Linked DNA regions of Sus scrofa: region 2 is linked to region 1. A link is a contact called in public Hi-C data. All regions are on one chromosome and are shown on one strand. The core of a region is the stretch at or near the end of the contact, and the rest is flanking DNA. Distances in the headings are between cores, read along the strand shown.

Region 1 (3,813 bases), core at 1,291-3,790:
CACACGAGTCCTTTAAATACAAATATTTCATTTTTCCTCTGAAACCAGAGAGGCACTCTGACAAGGCCTCAGCTAGGTCCTTTTCTTTTTTAAAATTCACCTCCTCTAGAAAACCATAGTTTTCTTTCAAATAAAATATGTTTGCATTTCAGGTTATTGCATAAAAAGAAACATGTCATGATTTTGGAGTTCCCAGTGTGGCTTGGCAGTTAATGAAACTGACTAGTATCCATGAGGATGCGGGTTCCATTCCTGGCCTTGCTCAGTGAGTTAAGGATCCTGCATGGCCGAAAGCTGCAGTGTAGGTCGCAGACGAGGTTCGGATCCTGCCTTGCTGTGGCTGTGGTGTGGGCCAGCAGCTGTATTTCCAATTCAACCTCTAGCCTGGGAACTTCCATGTGCTGCAGGTGAGGCCCTAAAAAAAATAGAAAAAAAAAAGTAATGATTTTAAAAGGATGTTATTTTATATAATTCAATTTTTAAGCTGGAGCAAACAGTGGGTACAAGTTATTAAATATTAAATAATGGAATATTGAACTATCTTAGGTGTGCACAGCTCCCCCTCAGTTGACAAAAATCTTAGCAATCTTTACAACAGCTCTTTGAGGAAGGCAGGGACATCCGTCACTACCTTCCCCCAGCAAATCCCTCTGTGACTTCAAAACTATGAAACAGGTAGAGAGGGCAGGTCTAAATATAAGAATTTTAAGCTGAATCATAGATTGCGTTAAACTAAAATGTGACAGAACCGGAGTTCCCGTCGTGGCTCAGTGGTTAACAAATCTGACTAGGAACCATGAGGTTGAGGGTTCTGTCCCTGGCCTTGCTCAGTGGGTTAGGGATCTGGCGTTGCCGTGAGCTGTGGTGTAGGTCACAGATGCAGCTCAGATCCCGTGTTGCTGTGGCTCTGGTGTAGGCCCAGCGGCTACGGCTTCGATTAGACCCCTGGCCTGGGAACCTCCATATGCCGCGGGAACAGCCCAAGAAATGGCAAAAAGACAAAAAAATAAAAAAATAAAAGAAATAAATAGATAAAATGTGACGGAACTGCCATTTATGCATGCATTGATCATCATCTATCAATGGCCAGTCCTCTGGCCATTTCTCTTGGCTGACTAGCAACTTCTAATCCACAATTGATTCAATCATTCCTAGTATTCACTTAAAAGGAACCCCACGGCCTGGTGAGAAGCGCTTGGAATCTTGGCTTACCCCTCTTGTCCGGCACATGCAATCCATAATAACCCTTTGATAACCAACCAATTTCACTGAAACATTGCCTATACCACAAAGTTGAACAGACTGGGTCCCATGTCTTCCGGTGCCCATGCACTCAGCTCTCCCGGCAATTGTTGGCCATTCCGATGAGGTCGTAGAAACCTGCTTTATCAGAGACGTAGCAAACACAAGAGAGTTTCCAGGGTTTAGCAAAAACAACAACAACAACAACAAAACACAGGCAAAGAACACAGGCTGAAATAATGAATAGGCAGCCCCAGAGGAGGAGAGAGAGAAGGGTAGCCAAGGCTTTCCCAGGGTTCATTTTGCCTCTCGAGCTGCTGGTTAGGAAAGTTAATTTTTAAATGCTTTGAGGTGATTAAGAAGCTGAGCATCGCTCTAAATGTAAATAAGTCCCGTTTCATTTCCTCGAAGTTGACTCCGATGGGGGCGCGGTCACCAGCTACTTAGCCCGCTGATAAATTGAAGATCCGTGGTCTGGTTCATAATTAACCCTGTCCCCTTAGGAAGTCCAAGGTCAGCACACTCGTTTGGAAATACAAGCGCAGCCAGAGACCTCATTGCGCTGGGAAAAGTTGGTTGATCACGGAAAGCCATACTAAGATCAGAAAGTTGGTGATGGAGAGCTGACCAAATATTTGGTAGCAGGCGGTGTCACTTCCTTCCACCAACAAATCTGCAGCGTCCTTTGCAAGAACATCCTAGCGACTGAGTTTGGGTCCTTTTTCCGATAACGAGAGTCCGATCCCTTCAACTCACAGCTTCTGGAAGGAGCCCAGGGAATTCTTTATTTCCCACTCCCTTGCCTTCTCCCTGCGTAGGCGCCATTCACTCCTCTATCTTATCGTAATAAGCCAGGTCACCGCTGAACTGAACTTAAATCACGACGGCTGGGCAGTGCCTGCTTTACGGGCCTGGATGGCCTACTTTATATTGTTTGTACTTCACAGATGCCGGGTGTGCTGGGGGAAGATTGTATAACTGCTTTACCCCGGGGACCCTCATAAAAATGAGTGGGTTGGCTCATAAAACTGTCCCACTGTGCAACACTGTAAATAGCTTCCTTAGAGGCAGGGCAAGTCCAAGGCTGCGAAACGTGCGCACCCGCGGTGCCAGAGAACAGAGCCGCCCCTCCGGGGCTTGCACCTCCGCCATCCGGCGGGGTCCCGTGTGTCCTGGGAACTGCCATGCCAATTGTGTTATCCGAGTTTTGCAATGCAACGCTGTTTCCTCACCCCGACTTCCCCCCCGTTTCCTCTTTGCCACTGTTTGCAGACACAGGAAAAGGCCCGTGGACTCACATGAGGACAAGGCCCCTGGTGGAGCTCGGTCCTGTTGACGAGCCAAGTGATGATCCGTCATCGTGGCTGTGTTTACCCGAGGGATTAAATAAATAAACAGTCTCGGTACAGCTGCTGTTTTTACTATCGGCTTTCAAGATTCGGACCGATGCTCCAGAGTAGCTAGACTCTGGCCCAGTAGATGGAGCAGAAGTGACTCGAGGGGATGTTACCTATTCAGCTGCCTATATTGTTGGTAAAACTGCCACTCTCAGCACACAGGGACATCCTGAGACATAGGAAATAACTTCTTTGGCCAGCCACTAAGAACAACCAGCAACTCAATTCATCACTGCTTTCTCCCAGAAGCACCGAGGGACAAAGAGACCCCGAGACACGGCACAGATATGGATAGAGCCGAGGAGAAGCAGCACTTTCGGGCCCTGGCCCTTCCACTGATGGGTGCAGTGAACGTGAGCTGCAAATTAACTACGAGCACACATTTCACCTTTGCTAAAGTAACTGGGCCACAGAGGGGGCCACCGAGGGGGAGTGGAGCCTAATGCTGCAGTTCTCAAGGTAGAAGCCCCATTATTACCATCCGGGAACTTGTTAGAAATGCAAATTCTCAGACTTATGAATCAGAGTCTTTAGGATTAGGGCCAGAAATGTGTGCAATAAAAAGCCCTTTAGGTCTTTTTGATGCAGCTAAAGTTTGAGAACCACTGGCCTAAACAGAGGAAGCACAGCTCAAGTCTGTCATCAAGCTGCTGGGTGCAGACCCACAGACCAGTTATTTATGTCCCTTAAAACCCAACCTCCATCTGGAAAACAGGCAGGAATAAGGGACAGTTCAGTGAATGCGTTCAGCCTTTTGAACGCTGCACACTTAGTAGAGGGCCCATTAATAGAAAATAGTAAATCTTAGGCAGCATTGCTTTTATTCTCTTGAAAGCACTAGGACTGGAACAAGGTATGTGCCCAGTACCTGAAAAGCATGTGCGAATCCACGAATAAACCACAAGATACAGATGCTCAGCCCAGGCAGAGAAGGAAAACGCTAATGCGAATGCATACCTGGACCTCTGTTTGCAGAACACAGAGGACAAAAACACACGCACTCCTTTGGGGTCCTACTTTGGGACCATCCAATGCAATTAACAAGTGGGAAGGGGAGGAAGAGAGGGAGAGGGGAAAGGAAAAGACAGGGACAGGAAAGGGCAGGAGTTGAAATTCACTGCTTTCCATGGCTCTGAGCATTTATTTCCTCCAAGTGGTCCACCCCAGAGCTGGA
Region 2 (3,835 bases), core at 838-3,337, 210 kb before region 1:
CTACACCACAGGTCACAGCAATGCCCAGGCTAGAGGTCTAATAGGAGCTGTAGCCACCAGCCTACACCTCAGCTCATGGCAATTCCAGATCCTTAACCACTGAGCAAGGCCAGGGACCGAACCCAAAACCTCATGGTTCCTAGTCGGATTCGTTAACCACTGCGCCACGACGGGAACCCCAAGAATCCTTTTATTCTTTATCCAAGTTCCTCAAGCTCCCCCTGCATGACAAAAAAAAAAAAAAAAAGGCATTTTTTAGATGTACAGTTTCCCAGAGGCATTTAAATATCTTGCCTTTCAACTTCCGTGAGCTGAAATATCAGTATTTCTCATTTTATTTGTCCCCTGAATATTTACTTATATGGTTATTGGCAGAAACAGTTTAGACCTTAAATGAGGTAGGTGAGTATCTTCACCAAACAAAATACTGCTGATACATTATTTAATCAAAGAAAGTACATTGAGCAAACTTTTCACTGGGCAAATAAATATATTTCAATAACACTGAATGCAATGTTGACCATTTCCTGTGTCTGTTGTCTGCAACAGAGGGAAAGAAAAAGTAGTCATATTTGAGGCATTCAAAACACCTTGCTTTTTAAAAAACTGAGGTTTATCAATCATTAGTTCAAATATCAGTGGCCTAAATTCACCAATTAAAAGACAGAGACTGTTAAAATAGATCGAAATGCCAGACACTTACATGTTGTCTACAAGAAGTCCACTTTAATATAAAGATACAAATAGATTAAACGTGGAAGGATATGAAGTTCCCTGGTGGCTCAGCGGGTTAAGGATCTGGCCTTGTCACTGCTGTGGCTCAGATCACGGCTGTGGCTCTGGTCAGTGCTGTGGCGCAGTTCAGTCCCTGGCCTGGGAACTTCCTGAGTGAGCCCCCCCCCACCCAAAAAAAAAAAAAAAAGCAGGGTCATGGAAAACCATGAAAAGAATAGCTTCAAATGAGTTAATCCTCTACGGCTGGTAGCAGGATAACGACTTTGTCCATCCACTCGACCCGCCCAACTATATCCAGGAAAGTTACCTCTGAACGTCGCGTTTAATATGTATTTACTGAAAAATATCTTCAACCTCTTTTCTTTGATATGCATTTGAAAAAGTTTGAAGTGCTGGTGCGAAGGTGCGGATGCGTCGGACTGGTGCGGCTTCCATGTTGTTCTGGTTTAACGCAGATGGAGGGGCATGTGTGGATCTTCAGGAAAGAGAGAAGGGGGCCAGAGGCTTTCTGCTCACAACACCCCACCTCCGCCGTTTCTCCAAGAACACCCTCTGGCTAATGAGTCCCTTGCAGCTGCTCTTACTCTAAGAACTCGCTCCGAAGAGGATCAGAAGGACTCCTTTTTGCTTTCTTTTTTTCCTTTAACCAAAGCAGAGTCTAACTCCTCCCAGAAAAGCTTTCTGTATTGTTCTCTAATTTGGGTTATTGCTTTTCAACAGGGCATTGATTTTGATTTTAACTTTCACTGAAAATGAACTTAGTGTTAGCTGGGCGCTTTGGTCGTCTGTGGAGCACTCAATTATGTTTTAATGACTGTTTTGCAATGAGGTAATATTCCTGCTTCCCTCCTCTGGGAAAACAAACTCTCCGATTTTCAGAACCCAGCTATCTTCCAGTGGGTTTGCTTCCTCTCATTACCCTTATCCTGTCACCATATTTCCACTCCACAGGCTCCGCGATCTAACCCTGGGCGCCAAGGTAAATAAATAACACTTCAGAATACCCAACGGCTCTGGCTTAATAACCACACAGCCACCGAAGGAGAGAAATGCCACTTGCCAGACATAGCATCTCACTTTTTCTTTCTTTCTTTCATTGCCTTAAGGTCTTTGGCAGTTCAGTCTGGAAAAGTAAAAGCTCTTTACCCAGAAGACACTGAGTCATTTTAAACTCCGCTTTCGGATGCTCTCCAGCAAGAAATGGAGCCGGGCGGGGAGGCGGGGAGGCGGGGAGGGGCTCTCGCTCCAGCTGTTGGAAGCAATCTTGGCCGGGAGAAGGATTTCTAATCCCATCCCGGCACCCTGGGAACGCTGGAGCTGTCAGCATCCGCCAAGCGCTGCCACAGAGGGTCCCATCCCCAGCCGGCCGGGCTTTTCCTGAACAATCCTCGTCGTTGTTTCTCTGTGTAGCAGGACCCCTTCCGCGGGGGGCTGGGATTCATACAACCGAAGGCGCCGTCGGCAGCCCGAGCCTGCCTCTTGGAATTACCTCTCTCCCGCCCCAGGCAGCTTCAAGCCTCCAAGCGGGGAAGGCACTGCAAACCCGGCGAAGGGAGGCTTTCGATTTGGATGGGGAGGGGGTGGGAGGCGCGGGGGCCCTGATCGTCCCCTTTCCTTCCATTCTGAGCAGGACACTCCTTCTGAAAGGCTAGTCCCGCGTTGCTCCACTCTCACTGCATTGACTTGAATCCCGAAAGATCCCTATGAAAAAAAACCCTCAGAGGCTTGGGGCAGCGACCAGGGAGGTGGTGGTGGTTGCTTGTTTTTGTTTGTTTGTTTGTTCCCTGAAGTCTAGAGCAGTGTCTGGGCCCTTCTGAGTGTTGCCCAGCTGGCCAGGGGTCCCTGCCAGGCCCCTGGAGTTCCAAGCTAGGTCTACTAAACTGAGCCTTCCATTAAAAAAAGGAAAAACAAAAAACAAAAAAAAAAAATAGAAAGCAGTAGTTTTTTGCCACACCCACAGCATGTGGAAGTTCCAGGGCCAGGGATTGAACTGGCGCTGCAGCGATGACCCAAGCCCCTCCTAGTAACAATGCAGGGATCCTGAACCGGCTGAACCACTGTTGTGTATCACATAAGGAGAGTGTGTGTGGATGTGGGGTCTCTCGTTTCTGCCTTCTGCTGCTTCTATCAGCTGCTCTCACTCTCACATCTGCAATAACCCATGTCTCACCTGGGAGTCTCGGGCTCAAGCCGAGCGGCCAGAGGAAGAGCTGTGCTGACCCAGAGCCAGGCCACCTCAGTGTCCCCAGCGGAGAGGCACCTCCTTAGCCGAATATTCCCAGCCAGCAACAGATGGAAAATTCATCTCTTCCCTCCAGGGTCTAACAAAAGAACAAAAACCCCAGAAGCTATGCTGCATTTTCACCCAACCCTGCTGCAACAGGCTGAGGGCTAAATGGACAGGACAGTGTGTTTCCTGCCCATCTTCTCTCCTCTCCTCTCTGACTGGGCAGAGATGCTCACCTACCTCGGCAGAGGCAGAGAGCCAAAAAAAAAAAAAAAAAAAAAAAAAAAAAAGATGGCACTTTAAGCTGGCAGGTTCTGCTACGGCCACAGTGCTCCCCACTTTAAGAACTTTGGGAAAGTGAGGAAGAGGAAACAAAGAATATTTATTGAGCACCAATTGTTTATCCATCAGACATGGATTAGGCATTTTCTGTGCCCCAGACGGTGTGCCTTATGGGATGTTTCTAAGATTTCATGTGATTTTTCAATTTAATCCTTAATACTCTATTCTTCTCCTGGGCAAGGATGGTTCAGGCTCCATTTTTACAGAGAGGAAACTAAGGCTCTTTCAGACCACTCAGCAGAGTGTGACAGAGCACATATCTGCAGCCTGGTATGTTTGTTTATTTTTTATTACAGTTGATTTACAATGTTCTGTCAATTTCTTCCATACAGCAAAGTGACCCAGTTTTCTCTATATACACGCATTCTTTTTCTCACATTACCCTCCATCATAATTTAATTTTTGTCCTTATTCTTTTTTTTTTTTTTTTGGCTGCACCTGCAGCATGAGGAATTTCCCAGATCGGAGACCAAACCTGCACCACAGTAGTGACCAGCATCACAGCTGTGACAAAGCTGGATCCTTAATCTG

What was found. Hi-C and Micro-C count contacts between places; a contact is called where the count stands out from the background.
Region 2: a contact with region 1 is called in a Hi-C map of liver, with 11 times the contacts expected there. The contact joins two enhancer-like sites. A contact is called at or near these places in 1 of 47 Hi-C or Micro-C datasets (liver) and 1 of 2 datasets of contacts at active chromatin or transcription factors (skeletal muscle).

The regions. Positions count from the first base shown.
Region 1 is chr10:58,267,523-58,271,335 of Sscrofa11.1, reverse strand. No RefSeq gene overlaps it. Among named protein-coding and RNA genes, the nearest start is that of FZD8, 170 kb to the right of the region's middle. Within about 2 kb of position 2,540, at least 10 of the 83 cell types and tissues checked have an H3K27ac peak or open chromatin away from gene starts, as enhancers often do. A contact at or near this core is called in liver, where this site is marked.
Region 2 is chr10:58,475,098-58,478,932 of Sscrofa11.1, reverse strand. No RefSeq gene overlaps it. Among named protein-coding and RNA genes, the nearest start is that of FZD8, 380 kb to the right of the region's middle. Within about 2 kb of position 2,087, at least 36 of the 83 cell types and tissues checked have an H3K27ac peak or open chromatin away from gene starts, as enhancers often do. A contact at or near this core is called in liver, where this site is marked.